Regions from separate parts of the Mus musculus genome. Here region 2 is linked to region 1. The links are chromatin contacts, called in public Hi-C maps. All regions are on one chromosome and are shown on one strand. Each heading gives the region's core, a stretch centred on a gene start, on an enhancer-like site or on the middle of the called end of the contact. The rest is flanking DNA. Distances are from core to core; before and after follow the strand shown. Region 1 has its middle 39 kb from the start of Gm19866. Region 2 has its middle 62 kb from the start of Gm5084.

What was found. A called contact is a pair of places that touch in the nucleus more often than the background predicts.
Region 2: a contact with region 1 is called in a Hi-C map of uterus, with 1.7 times the contacts expected there. The contact joins two enhancer-like sites. A contact is called at or near these places in 1 of 15 datasets of contacts at CTCF or cohesin (the NIH/3T3 cell line), 28 of 484 Hi-C or Micro-C datasets (the BV-2 cell line, cerebral cortex, differentiating embryonic stem cells and 8 more), 7 of 115 datasets of contacts at active chromatin or transcription factors (bone marrow-derived dendritic cells, differentiating embryonic stem cells, embryonic stem cells and 1 more) and 3 of 9 other capture datasets (embryonic stem cells, embryonic tail and embryonic trunk).

Annotation. Positions count from the first base shown.
Region 1 is chr13:59,873,169-59,880,619 of GRCm38.p6, reverse strand. No RefSeq gene overlaps it. Among named protein-coding and RNA genes, the nearest start is that of Gm19866, 39 kb to the left of the region's middle. Within about 2 kb of position 4,914, at least 111 of the 459 cell types and tissues checked have an H3K27ac peak or open chromatin away from gene starts, as enhancers often do. A contact at or near this core is called in uterus, where this site is marked.
Region 2 is chr13:60,264,290-60,271,623 of GRCm38.p6, reverse strand. No RefSeq gene overlaps it. Among named protein-coding and RNA genes, the nearest start is that of Gm5084, 62 kb to the right of the region's middle. Within about 2 kb of position 3,958, at least 38 of the 459 cell types and tissues checked have an H3K27ac peak or open chromatin away from gene starts, as enhancers often do. A contact at or near this core is called in uterus, where this site is marked.

The sequences.
Region 1 (7,451 bases), core at 3,665-6,164:
GGGAGATGAAACATGAGGAGTGTAGAAACACGAGCCAACCAAAGGGAAGAGTGTGGTCAAGTTTGGTGTAAGAGGATTTCCTGATTCACTGTGAGATGGTATTAGATAACAACCCAGAAGCTCCCCCGTCCATCCATCCATCGTCTGCCATCTGTTGCTAATACAGGTTTAGCATCTCTTATCCAAAGGGCTGGAAACCAGAAGTGTTTCAGATTCCAGATTTGTGTAGATTTGGGATTATTTGCATACATCATGAGTTGTCTTGGGAAAAGGGATCCACGCTGAGCCAGGAAAATCACTTACATTTCACTTGCAATTTATGCGCATAGCCTAGAGGTGATTTGGTGCAATATTTTCAGCACACCTGCATTTTAGCTGAGCCTGGTCACATGGGGTTTGCTGTGGAATTTTCCACTGCAGTATCAAGCTGTTTCTCAAAATGTTTCAGGCTTTAGAAACACTTGGCTTTTAGACCTTCGGATTAGGAATAGTCCTGTAAACTCACTTTCCAGTCCACATTCCTGTGCTCAACTGTTCTCAGTATTTCCTTTGTTTGCTATTAGAAGATGTGCGCTAAGGAATTCCTCAAGAGTATCGGTTCATATATGAGCCGGAGAAACACACCAATTTCAACTACATTTCAGTAACATCTGATTCGTAAACTTCACCAGCGCCTTCCGAACGAGAAGAACACTGGGCATTTTGCTTTTGTTGTCAGGAGGTTTTAATGACACTTTCAGAACAGAAACAGCACTTAGATGTGAGGAAACCCGAAGATATTTGTGCAAGACAAACCTGTGAGCCAATTATTGATTATCTGCTGGTAACGGCAGGTAGCCCAAGTCAGCCAACACAGTCATCAGTGGATACCATTTAGAACCGATGGGAATGTCATGAAAACAAAGAGAAATAATAGGGAAATGCAGATTACAGCATCAAGTACGGATTTGAAAATATGGTTGAGCTTTTGGAACATTTCCTAGGAACTGAATGTAACAGAACAAAACAAACAAAACAAAACAAACAAACAAACAAAAAACAAAAACAAAAAAACCCCAGCTCACACGCAGATGACTTGGGAAAAGGTCACAAGGATGGAGACCTTAGGGGAGAAACGGAACTATCTGAGTGTATTTGTTTCAAATCAAGAATTGTACTAATATAAGTATAAACTGGAAGAGCAGAAGTCACTGAGACTATCAGAAAGCAGATTTTTTTTTTTTAATTTCTTCCTGCTGTCACTGCAGGGCAGCCACACTGTGAGCAGTGTGTTCTGTGGGGCCATTTCTATTCTGTGACCTCGGGTGAAAACTTAGTTGGCCCTTTAATTTTCTGGTTCCCTTTATGAAATACAATCAGTGGGTATTTCAAGCCATCACAGAAGTCTTGGGTTCAGATCAAAATATCCAGGGACGTGTAATGGTTAAAACTTACATCTTAACTCCCCCCCCCCCCGCCCCGGCCCCAAGAGTGTCTCTATATTCAAGTAGGCATCACACTCACACTCCTCATCCTCCTGTCTCAGACCCCCAAATTCCAGGATTATAGTACCTACTGATAGGTTATTTCTCGGCCAGTGAAATGAACCAATTCAAGCCAGATTAGATTAGATTAACAGCAGGTTTATTGGGAAACTGCTCTTAGGTGAGGCACTGGCCCCAAGATTGAGTCCAGGGGAGTTGACATGGGGGGGGGTTGGGGGAGAGAAAGGGTGTGTATTCAGAGAGAGAGAGAGAGAGAGAGAGAGAGAGAGAGAGAGAGAGAGAGAGAGAATGGAAAGTTCAGGTTTGGGGGCAGGGTATGCCAGATAGGAACCAAGGGATGCTGGTAGAACCTGGAAGCCAGGGCTGCTTTGATATGAAAAATACTACTCCTGGCTCCTGTTTTATATTCTGAGGACTGCTATGGCCCCTAAGTCAGAGCCACCACAGATGTTGGAGGGACAGATGCAGCTAACTCAACTCCTCTGTTCCATAGGCATGATCAAGGCTCCTATTCCCTCAGGCTTGGAGTAAGGGAAGGAAAAGAGGATTCAAATAAGCATCCTTCCTGAACCACTAGCTCATGTTCTAGACTCTGACACTGTCGCTACTGGACTTGATGGCTATCTAACTCTCTGTCTTTCTCACGGTATGTGTCTCTGTCTCTGTCTGTCTCTCTCTCTCTCTGTTTCTCTCTGTCTCTGTCTCTGTCTCTGTCTCTGGGTGTGTGTCTGTCTGTCTGTCTGTCTGCCTGTCTCTGTGTCTGTCTTTCTGTGTCTGTCTCTCTGTCTCTGTCTGTCTGTCTGTCTGTCTGTCTGTCTTTGTCTGTCTCCTGTGCTCTTACAGTCTTATCAAATACCCTTTCCCTCTACTGTAGTTGTTTTGCTAGCTGGGTGCCTTTTCCTGTATATGAGGCTTCCAGGAGCCCCCTCCAGTCCTTCCATTAGGAGCCTGCGCCTTCAAATGGCCTTCTGAGTGCTCAGCGATCCACTCTAACCATGGCCTTCCCTCGAGAGTAGCATGCATATGGCCAAGAGGAAATGCTCCTCCATCCTTCACTCTGAAGATTCTTGGATATGGGCTGATTCCAAGGAGGTTCTCCTGAAAGCCAATATCGTATGCTGGGCCACATCTGTCCACCTCTGGAATCACAGTGGGATTAAACACAAGTCCACTAGATCTACTAAACTCTTCAGGGTGCACAGTAGGTTCCCCAGTGTGTCCCCTTGAGTCTGCCTCCCTGGGTATTAGGTAAGGGACAGGTGCTCACAGCACTGTCTTGCTGCTGGTTAAGGACTTAGCACACAGATGGCTCAAACCCTCCCTTCTCTCTCAGAAAAGTCTGATTCTGTGATAGCATTGGTCTGGGTAGGAAGGAAAGATATATAACAAAACCAAGGTTTGCCCATATCCTTCACACTTCTGCATCTGGTCTCCATCTTCACTGTGGATGCATGAATAAATAGATAATAGATAGATAGATAGATAGATAGATGATATGTAGATAGATGATGGATACATGAATATGATATATAAATGATAGAGATAGATAGGGATATATTAATGATAGATGATAGGTGATTATAGATGGTAGATAGATAATAAGTGATAGAGATAGAGAGATAGAGAGTGATAGATAGGTAGGCATTAATGATAGGTGGCATATTGGTGTAGATAGATAGATAGATAGATAGATAGATAGATAGATAGATAGATAGATAGATAGATAGATTATAGGTAGTGATAGACAGGTAAACAAACATAGATGGATAGTATTGGCAACTGTCCATCCCATATAACATAGACAATACAGGGTAGTGTTAAGCTAGGACTTCCAATTTAATACATTTGTAAACTAATTTTTTTCAACACATGCTACCGAAGCTGATCTTGGCTGCAGTTACATCAGCTGCTGGTTATGGGCAGAAGGAAAAATGGTGTGTTAAATACTAAAACAAGGTCTCATATGCAATCAGGATGCCAACATATATCCACATGGGGTGAAAGAAGAAACTAGATTAAATTCTCAGACCATTGCGAGGTTATAAAATGCCACACAAATGGGTCACATCAAACACCATTGGGGGAGCCCCTAGGCCAAGTCTTTGACCTCTGATACTGGAAAGCTCCCAAGAATCTTTCCCACCCTTGTCTTTGCAAATACTGAACACAGATTCACAGGCCCAGCTGCTATCAGCACAGGTAAACACAGCTCTCAGATCAGTCCCCATGGGCAAACAGAAGGATGATCAGCAACAACCACCACAAACACTATGAAGGCAAAGGGTTCTTACAGCCTTGGAAACCCTCCTGAAAGCACACAGAAGTGTTAGTGTTTGGAGCTTCCAGCGTGGATTGCTGATGGCAAGGCTCCCTTGAACTGATGATGACTGTATATTCATCATGACTCCTGAAGCAGTGAGGGACACTAAACATGGAATTAGCCTCAGAGGGCATAAAACCAGGAGCTTTCTGAGTAAGCTCACCTCCAGATTCCAAAATAGCAGAAGGTCAGCCATATCCATGGTAGGACTGAACCCCAACCTATCTCCGCATCTGCTCCTACCGTGGCTAGCCAGTTCAGTATCTTGGCATCCACTGCGATTTGTCACTTACAGCATGTCTTCAAGGGTCAGATGACCCAGGAAGAGTCTCAGATAAGCCCTGACTCTTCCCAGGATTTAGATTTAAGATAATATACAACAATAAGCTTCTAAGTGTTCCTAAATTGTCTTCAAAAGTCCCAGAAACATACATCAATGCATCTTGAGTCTTCCACACACATGAAAATTCTCTTCCCAAAGAAAAGCAAAGTCAGGTCCAGAAAAAAATCATGTCCGCAGGAGAAAGCACAAGCAAGAATGTTTTAAGGTCCTCACGTCGTTGCCATCAGAGACATGGTGTGAATATCTACATGAGGTCACAGGTAGTTTCATGATTATAGGGTTCCTGTGCCTTCAGAAAACATTAGCTGTTTCTGATACAATTCTCAATACAGTACAAAAGCACAAACAACCCCGAGTACAGCACAGATCCATAGAGAGAAAAGCAAAGCCGCTTCACACTCGGATGAAACACCAGCCCCACTGGAGGGGAGGGAAAGCACAGCCCTATCATTAATTAAATGTCCACCAAGCTGACTTGGGAAATACGAGGTTACGTGGGATCTGACACAGCAGAGCAGATGCCAACATGCTGACTTCTCACAAACCTGCCTGCCTCTTCCTCTTCCTAAAAAGGGCAACATCTGCTCTTCTCCCTTGAGAACACCACCAGTGCCTGCTTAGACAGCAAGTTCTGTTTGCTATGATGCAACTTTCTTAACAGGAAGTCTAAACCTCAGCTCCTGTAAAACCAACCAGCCCAGCCCCAGGGAGACTCTCCTTGGGGCAATACAACAGCCACCCTCAGATGGTCATGTGGTTCTGACACTGTCTGTCCCTATACAAACCACAAATATTTCTGATTAAGGCTAGGTCTCTTTAAGCAATAGCTAGAGGCTATAGCTGTGCGCTAAGAATATAAACAAAGAATAGCAGCTTGTTACCATCAAGCCAGTGATACTGATGGAGTTACAAACTATTTCTAAAGAATGATGTATAGCTCACAGGGCAACCTAGTCACAGCCTTATCAACTCTCAGCAAATGACTATCAAAGAATAAAAAATTCATTTCTGTGCTTTGCATCATTCCCTGCCCCCTTCTCGGCAGTCACCTTTCCAAATCATGACCCACTGATGTGTGTATGGCCACATTGTAACAGATCTTAAGATCCTGGCCACTTCAACCTGCTTCTGAGAAACACTGTCTCATTTGCTCCTCATGGTGAAGCTGCTGCTGCCATCTGCCCTTGTCATAAGTGACAGACCAGGGATTCAGAAGAGCTAAGAGACTGGCAGGACACCATTCAGCAGCCACGCCGCCAGTGCTTAGAAAGCATCGTCTTCTCGTCTTGTTGCTTTATTGCTTCTCAACTATGACAGGTTCCAACTTAAGTTCTATAACTTGAGATCTTGAAGCACCTACAAAAGAAGACCCAGAAACCAACAATCTCTGTGTCCATTGAGGTGGTCTATAGAAAAGATTGGAGCCCGGGGACCACAGATAACCACTCTTACCCCAGCTCAGGAAGCAAACTCTGAGGACAAGGGAAGAGGCAAACAGAGTCCTTCTGTGCTCACCAGAGTCAGCAATTCCGGTTTTATTAGACAACGCATGAAATTGCATGGCTTCCCAGACCATCTGCTTTCCCTTTGTCAAAAAATAAAGGGGGGAGGGGGTTACAAAGGTCAGGGAGCCAGCATTCTTTCACTTATACAGTTGAAGTGGGCCATAGACATTCCCAAGATCTTAAGACGAGTGTCGCTGGTTCTCCCTACATATGGCAGTCATTGAGCAGTGACAGTGCTGGGAGGCAGCCTTGCAGACTCTCCTCCCAACCTTTCGGGCTCTTGCAGGCTGCATCCCAAGACTTAGGACTCTAAGGTCACAGCATCCAGGAACAGGAAATGGTGGACCTTAATCAACCTGGCCTTGTTCTGACAGCATCCCCAAACTCTCAGCATCTGTTGGTTCTCTGTATTGGAAAGAGGTGTACTCCTGTCCCCACAAACAACAATCTCATCCACCAAGCTGCTTGGCGCCTTACAAAAGACATACCACGTTCCACTGCAATGTCCTGGCTCAGAGGGACTCTCAGAGGGGGACAGGATAAAACCCTCTCACATCTGGACAGCATCTCCAAAATGCAGTACAAGAGAATGTTCCCCAGGAGACGTAAGCATATTTATGATCCCAAAGTTACAGTTGGATAAAGCAAGCTAGAAAAAACTTGAACTCCCTCTGTAAACTAAATTGGTTAAATATGCTGTGTCTGGGGGCAGGGGGGGGAGAGGAAGCAGCACAGAGATGCAGCCTCATGAAACCTTCTGGAACATTCCAGGGTTGTTTTCTAGAGAAAAGGCAGGCAGATGGGTCAGAAACCAGTGGGTTCTAGTTTAGCTTTTTAAAGCAGTCCTGGCCCCATTTGTTTTTTTGGTTTTTTGTTTTCAGCTATGTCTAAATTCCTCTTGGGGTCTGGAGTTGAAAGATAAGGTACCAAATGTTCGAGGCTGAGTGAAGCAACGCCCCATGGAGCCCGTTTCTTACAGTTTCTTATTTAAGGCACTAGTAATTATTCTGAGCTGTCTTCCTCAGGCACGGTGAAGGCAGGTTCTAAACTTCTTCCTCTCCGTCTCCCTGCCCTCCCCACAGTTTAAGGAGGAACAGGAGGCATGTTCTCCCCCTCTGAGCTGCACTTACTGATGACCACCGGTCAGCTCTAGGCTGCCTGGGCTCTGAGGTACAGAGCGGCCGGAAGTGATTTGCAGCGGCCGGAAGTGATTTGCAGCGGCCGGAAGTGATTCGCTGACGATTTATCCTCAGAGAACAAAGATTGGAACACAACAGTGATTTTTGTTAATAATATGAAAGTAAATAAATTTTCTGAATATAAATCACATTGGCGAGAGTTTCTAGGTTAAGTGTCCATACATTTCCAATTTAGAATAGAAAAGAAAAAAAAAACAGCAATCTCATGTTGATATAAAACTAATGAGTTTTATTCAATAAAATAATCAGTCATCAGTTAACTAAACAAAAAAAAAGTTATTAAAGCAAATACTAAGGTATTTTGAAGAGAAAAAAAAAAAAAAAAAAAACACAAGAGGGAAAAAAGGCCAAAATCTCTCCTGGAGCACGCAGGCCATGCTAATTTATAGACAATTTGCCATATAATAGCACATTTCTAATGATCTTTATTAAAATCTCCCTCCAGCCAAAAGGTGTAGGTACCATATTCTTTCTTTTTAAGCCAAAGAAGGGGAAAAAGAAGTATGGTATCCATAGCCCTTCAAATTATTTCCTTAAAAACATAATTTTAAGTACAATTGAAGTAAAAGTATTTGAGCCCATTCCTTTATTAGCTTAACA
Region 2 (7,334 bases), core at 2,709-5,208, 390 kb before region 1:
CTGTGTGTGTGTGTCTGTGTGTGTGTCTGTGTGTGTGTCTGTGTGTGTGTCTGTGTGTGTGTCTGTGTGTCTGTGTTCCTGTGAGAGTATGGGTAAAGGTACAGGTGTGTGGAGGTCAAGGACAACCTTGGGTGCTCGCTCACCTTCCACCTTGTTTGGGACAGGCCCCTTGTTGTTTGTTGCTGTATATGTCATGACCACCTGTGAGCTTCTGCATATGTCATGACTGCCTGTGAGCTTCTGCAGACTCCCTTGCTCTGATTCTCATTTTGCTACAAAGAGGCCAGTATTACAGACAACCTGCTGCCTCACCTATCTTTCTGAGGAGCCTGGGTGTGTGAAGTCAAGTCCTCATACTTGATCAGAGTATTTACCTCCAGACCCATCTCCCAGGCCCAGAGATCTTTGTTTTTAAGAGGGTGCAGATGGTTCTTATGATCAGCAGAGTTGAAGGCTCACTGGACGAAGACATTGATTGGCTCTCATGACTTGACCTAAAAGCATGGTCCAGGTGGGAATTCCAAGGTCCAGGGTTGGTGTGCAGGAGGACCTGACGCCTACATTCACATCTGCACACCCCAGTGGCATCATTCACAGGCTTAATGTCCATCAAAGTATGAATTTCCAGTCCTCTACCTTGTGTCACAATGTCCTCTATCAGCAGATCTGTGGGTCTAGAGGACTGTAAGCAGCCTCAGCAGGAACCAGATGACCTACAACGTCTCTTTAGAAAGCAAATGTGCCAACCTGGTGTCAGTGTGTCCTTGGTACAAGAGGATCAACTTGTTGCTGCCACTAGCTCACACTGGCATTCTCAGATATGTGTGTGTTGCCTCCAGAGGGCAAGCCCTGCCTCCCACCTCTTGCTGCTCAGATCACTGTCCGTGGAAGATCAGCAGCAGCAGCTGGAAGACTGTTTGCAACTAGATTCTTGGATCCCACTCTAGACTTTATCAGAACCTCTGACTGCACAAGAGTTCCAAAACTCTAGCAGAGAATTTGCAGAGAGCATCAGTTGAACCTCCTGAATGGGAAAGGGTGGAGACGCCACAGGCCGGAGAGAAGCCATTTCTTCTGAGTCCCTTCTCTACGCATTTGCTTCTTGCATTTCAGCTGTGAGCTGATTTGCTGTCTACAGAGAACCAAGGAGGCTGGAGCTGCCAGAAGCCAATGGGAGGGAACTGGTGGAAGCTGGCTTTCCTCTAGTCGATAATTACACCAGAAAAACATGCAGGCATTGTGGCTTGCTCTCTTGTTAAAGGAGAAAGAAAGACTTGTTCTTGAAGCCTCCATGATGTGTTTATCTCCTGAAGAAGCACATACCTTGAAGAGCAATTGATATCCACATTTTGTTTTTCTTAATATTCAGGGCTGAAAAGATGGTTCAGTGGTGAGTAATAGAGTTCAGATCCCAGAACACATGTGAATTTGGGGGACAGGTAGACTTTCTGTAATACCAGTACTGAAGTCAAAGACTGGATCTCAAGGCTGGCCGGTACTGTTGAGCTCAGGGTTCCATGAGAGATCATGTTTCAATAAACATAGTGAAGAGAAGTGAGAAAAACACCCCACGCCAACCTCAGGCCTTCTCCCATGCATGCAACGCACACATGCAAACATGAGTACACATGTCCTCAGGTCTCCGCACACGCTTATAACACACACATGCAAACACATACATACACGCACACCACACACAGTCTTCTAAAAGAAGGTTAAAGACAGGTTTTCCACCTGCTCAGCTAACAAAGAAGAGCTCACTTAGAATTCAGTGCAGGACACAGTCTGTCTGTTCAACGCTTGGGTGGGGTCAGTGCTACAGTTTAAGGCTGGTGCAGGGACACGTGAGGCACCAAGGAGAATCGGCTCAGACACCTTGCGAATGAGGATCAGGGTCAGCTGACCTCTCCCCTCCCTTAGGGTCAGACTTGGACTTTCAGGTTTTCTAATTAACTATTAACGAGGCGGTCGTAATTTATTGAATAGGGCAAGGTAATCTAGTTGAGCCTGGGGTTGAGTTATGTTTCCTGAGGGAAGAGAAGAGTTAGGAATAAATCACTCCCTCTTTAATTAGCAGCTTTGGGCTGGCTGGGTTGAAATGACGGTGCAAAAAAAAAAAAAAAAAAAAAAAAAAAAGCCAGCAGTTCTGCCAAAACCCAGCGTGGGCCTCAAGCTCTGAGAGAGAGTTGTGTAGTTGGAGGTGAGATCTGCCTAGCTACAAGAGGACCCAATAAAATGTTCTCATTCTGCTACCCCGCTGTAGGAACCTAGAGGCAGGGTCGTTGCTTTTGCAAACTGGTGGTGCATTTAAAATGAGAAGAGCTGGGGGAACACTGGACATGAGCAGCCATCAGCACATCTGATCCTTGGCTTCATCTTTCTCCTGAAGATCTACTACCGGGGGCCTTTTCCCCTCAATCCCATTTTGTTTCCTGTCCATTCTGTTTGAAGTGAGTATCTCTGAGCTAAGTGCATAGCCCTGGGTAGGCGGTCAGCGTGTTGACATGCACACAGTGCTGGGCTGGTCACCCATCATTGGGAGCTTACCATCACATATTGGATGATGGGATAGAGGCCATGAAAGTGATCCTCTGTAGTGGGCTTCGTAGATGATGTTAGAGAGGCGTCTCTGGGATTTCAGGAGTAAATACACTGAACAGAGTAGAGAGACACTGGTTTCCTTAGCATAGGTGAGACTCACTGAAATGACCCATTTGGAACACAGATCATACTCCAAGGTTCCACAGCACCTCAGCCATGGCCTCCCTCACCTGAAACTGCACAAATGAAATGCTCACCCCAGGGTCTTGGTGCTTCTAGGGGAAGCATGCTTGTCCCTGGGGTCCCAGAGCCAGCCCTGCACTGTCTGGTGTCAGAGCCACCATCCATGGCCTTACATATCTTCTTCTCTTCCAGAACTCAAACAGCAGAGTGGTCCTGAAACTCGATCAACTAAACCCAAATGACCTCAAAACTCATGGATTACACTTTCCTGAATATAGTTGGGATTTTAGCAGCAAATACATTTGGCTCCTCACAGTTCGTTCTCCTGAACTTTCTGTCTGGACGCCGGGTCTTAGCGGGACGCCAGGAAGGGGCGGGACACCACCTGCAGTTTCCAGGCTGATGGCGTGGATTTTATTAACCTCCATAGTCGTGCCTGCCTCCTCGTTTGAAGACTTTTGTGAAAGGCAGCTTGAGAGATGTCTACTCATAACTTCCAGTCCCTGGTGGGAAAATGCTCCTAGGTTCAGAACTCAGAAAGGGAAAGCCAAAATCGCTTCTAGGGAACACTCGGTTGCTTTTAACAAACCCATTTGTCTGTCATTTTCATTTTATTAACAACAGCACCAGAGCCCTTTGGTGCTTCTATGGCTGTGTTCTCTCTTTACTCTGATTTTATTCACTTGGTCCGCAAATACCGTTAGCATTTAGTCTAGGCTCCGCCCCACGGTTACCTGGGAACAGCCAGGTGTGCCTCGCTCACTATAAAAGGGGCTGCTTGCCCCCTCCTCTCTCTCTTTCTCCCTTGCTCTCCCTCTGTCCTCTCGCTCTTTCCCCAGCTTCTCCCCTAATACTTCTGCCATCAAACCCAATCCCAGGTACTTCGGTCTCTTTCCCGAGCCTTGGTGTGAGAACCGGTCTTGTCTCCCCCTTGATGAAAGCTGTTCTTGCCCACCTGCTGCCAAGAAGGCAGAGGCCAGCTCAGCTGAGGCTGCGCCCTGGGGGAGGGCGGCAGGAGGCGAAGGTTCCAGTGAGGAAGAACAGACCACTAATAAATCGCACAGTCATTACCCTTTATGCATACTTCTTCTAATAGGTGTTGCAGATTCCTGCCTCCTAATAAGGAAAGGAAGTGGGAACACATAAATTCTCTCAAGGGAGTCAGACAGCCCGAAGCCACGTTCGACAGCTGCAAACGTTACCATGCGCACACAAGCAAAACATGGCTTTAAAGAGCCATCCAGGGCTAGATTCTGGCAAGGTTCCCTTGGATCTAGACTGTGTTTTTGCATTGCTATAGCCGAAAAGGAGAGCATTTCTCCCGCCAGCCACACGGGCTGGGCTGATTAAATAAACAATGACATTAATTGATTGATGGAAAGAGGCTTTATTGAATGCATCCCAGCCTTGGTCTTTATCCCAGAGATTTGTTTGTTTGCCTGCTGGAATGTTTAGTTGTTTACTTAACTGATTCTCTCTCTCTCTCTCTCTCTCTCTCTCTCTCTCTCTCTCTCTCTCTCTCTCTCTTCCTCCTCTTGTTCTTCCTCCTCCTCCTCCTCCTCCTCCTCGATCTTACCTAAGCCATTCAAGTTCTGGCACAAGAAAGAAGCATTTTGAAAGTTTTTCTCTGCACTGCCACCTTGCCACGAGTCTACCACGGGCTTAGTAACGCTGCCTCCTAGCCGGCCGGCTTTTTTATCTTCTAGAATTTGCTTTTCCTGGGGCCATCTAAGGGTTTGTTGAGGATGGGCTGCCCCATACATACCTGGTGATGCAGAGAAGGAATTCAAGGCCGAGTTTAACAGGCTATTTCTCCATCCCCCTCCCCCAACCCTAGGCTCTATGGTTTACAGAGAACATCCATGAGAGTAGGTAGGGCCAGGGTTTACAAGGAATCCAGAAGGTTAGGGCAGCAGACAAGAATTTGTTGCCTGTTTCGATTTTGTCCAAGGTTTGGCTTTGTTATAATTATATGACTGAGTCTTTCCTAGGAGTTCCTGTCAGCTCTCCCCAGGGAGAGCTCCGGGTCCTACCACACAGCTTCTTTCATCCTTCACACTGGCATGGCCAAGGAAGGGACTTTGGGAATCAGTGTGTGATTCTGAGCTACTTCTGACTTCTCGACTTCAGGATTGTTTTGCCCCATTTTTCACCAGCAGAGGCTAAGATGCCCTTGCTCAGAAGACCAGCAGAACTCGGAGCCTTGCATCTCCCCCCAGATGGCAGGAAGGGGGCTATGTTCCCCGTTTTTTGTTTTTTGTTCTTTGGTATGGTAACTATCAGCATTTCTTCTAGGCTCTACCCTACAGTTACCTGCCAACACTCATATGCCTGACTCACTATAACAGGGGCTGCTTGCCTCTTCCTTACTCTCTTACTCCCTTCCTCTCTTTCCTCTCTGCCCCTTCTCTCCTCATTCCCCTCCCCCCTCTCTCCATGTGTTCAAGGTTAGCCTCTACTCCCCGTGCCCTAAATAAATTCTATTCTACCCTATACCCATCATTGTGTGGTTAGTTCTCTCTCTCTCTCTCTCTCTCTCTCTCTCTCTCTCTCTCTCTGCCTCTGCTACCCCCTTAACTCCCCTCTCCATGTCCTAAATAAGCTCTATTCTATGCTATACCCATCGCCTTGTGGCTGTTACCTCAGGGGGAAGGGATGCCTCAGCATGGGCCCACAGAGGCACCCCCTTCCACCTCACCATCCCTCACTCTACCAAACACATCCCTGGTTTCCTTTCTTATAAGACACAACAGTACCCAAGCTCAGGCAGCATCAAATGAGGGTTCCTCTCCTGTGAAGGGCCTCTGTGGACCTTCAGACAGAAACTCACTCCAAACAAACAGAAAATCAGGCCACACCTGGCCTTAGCACCCCCACCAGGCACTTAGTTTTCTTCTGACTCTCCATTTTGTATCAAAACAAACCAGCCAAACAAAACTAAACTATCTGACAGATTCACACACACCTAAGGCCATAGGATATTTGTTGAAAGAAGCTTCAAGCCTGTGGTCTCCACAGAGGTCTAGAAACAGCATGGATTCAGTGACAGCTTCAGAGAGAGAGAGAGAGAGAGAGAGAGAGAGAGAGAGAACTTCAATTCTAAGCACATGGCTTACAGAAAATTCCAGCGATGATTATTAAAATTTTAAAGCTGTTGAGGCCTCTGCAGATGCAGCTTGGTTGCAAGCGCTTGTCCCTGGTGCACAGGCTCCACACCCGAGCTCCAGCCACCCGAGCTCCAGCACCACATGAACAAAGGTGTGTGGTCTGACTCAGTGCCTATAGGCAGGAAGAACCTCCCTTTAAATTAATATTCCACTAGAATCTATTAGTCTGTCTTCCTCACATCTCTCGATCACTGATCTATCATCTTCCTATTATCTAGTTGTCATTGTCTATCTATCATCTATCATCTGTCTATCCATTATCTATTTATCATTTATCTATTAGTCTACCTTCTATTCATGCATGTACACACACACACACATATATGCATTGCACACTCTCCGGTTTGAACATTGTTCACAAATCAAGATTCTAGGAAAATCATCTGCCATCAGTGAGGAAAATCGACGATATCCCACAGATGAAGAACTGGGCAGTCACAAAGACACACAGGAAGTGCTTTCCTTTACGATATAACTATTATCTTTATTTAACCGTATAGAATTTGGTTTGCGGGCACACCATACAAAGATATGAAGGAGCCCTGTGTAAGATCTACTTTGAAACACAAGTCCCTTTCAGTGACCACCTTCAGGAGACAGGACTGCTGCTGGAGGGGGTGGGGCATGAAGAGAGGTACCTCACCTTGCTTGTGAGGTTTCTTTCTTGCAGTGGATGGTACACACAATGCAATATTATGCTATCCTTCAACTGATTCTGGATGTCTAAAACATTTCCTAATTTTCCAGAGTACTGAGCTCTGAAATCTTTAGAAGCCCCTGTGATGGCAGGTCATTACACTGTACAGAGTCACCATGGGGACAGGAGAACTTGCCACCTTTCCCCCAGAGACACCACAATGACCTTCCCATGTAGGTCTTCACACCATCTTCCATCCCAGAGAAGTGCAAAATTCTAACCTTTAGTCATTGTGGTTTGAGAAATTTAGTAACAGCTTTTAATGGGTTGTTTTTGCTATTTAATTATGTGTGAACTGAGCTCGTGCACGTGAGTGCAGTGCCCACAGAGGCCAGAAGAGGGCATCAGATCCCTTTGGAGCAGCAGTTACAGGTGGTTGTAAACTGACAGACAGGAATACCGGGAACAAAACTCCAGGCCTCGGAAGAAGCACTATGCTCTTGTAACTGCTGAGCCATGCCTGCAGCCCTCATAAGGTTTTTAGTGGACATATAAGCACCTGTATGTTAAAATAACATGTATTAGTCAGCCTCTGTAATGGCCATTCTCGGTTATCAACTTGACTATATCTGGAATGAACTACAGTCCAAAATCGGAGGGCTCACCTGTGATCCAGATCTTGAAGCCAGAAGACACAAGTTTCTGACCTGGATCTCGGCATGGAGATTTTGAGGCATAGTGGCCATGAAAAGTTTAGGCCCAGGCAAGGTAATACATGCCTTTAATCTCAGGAGACTGAGGCAAGA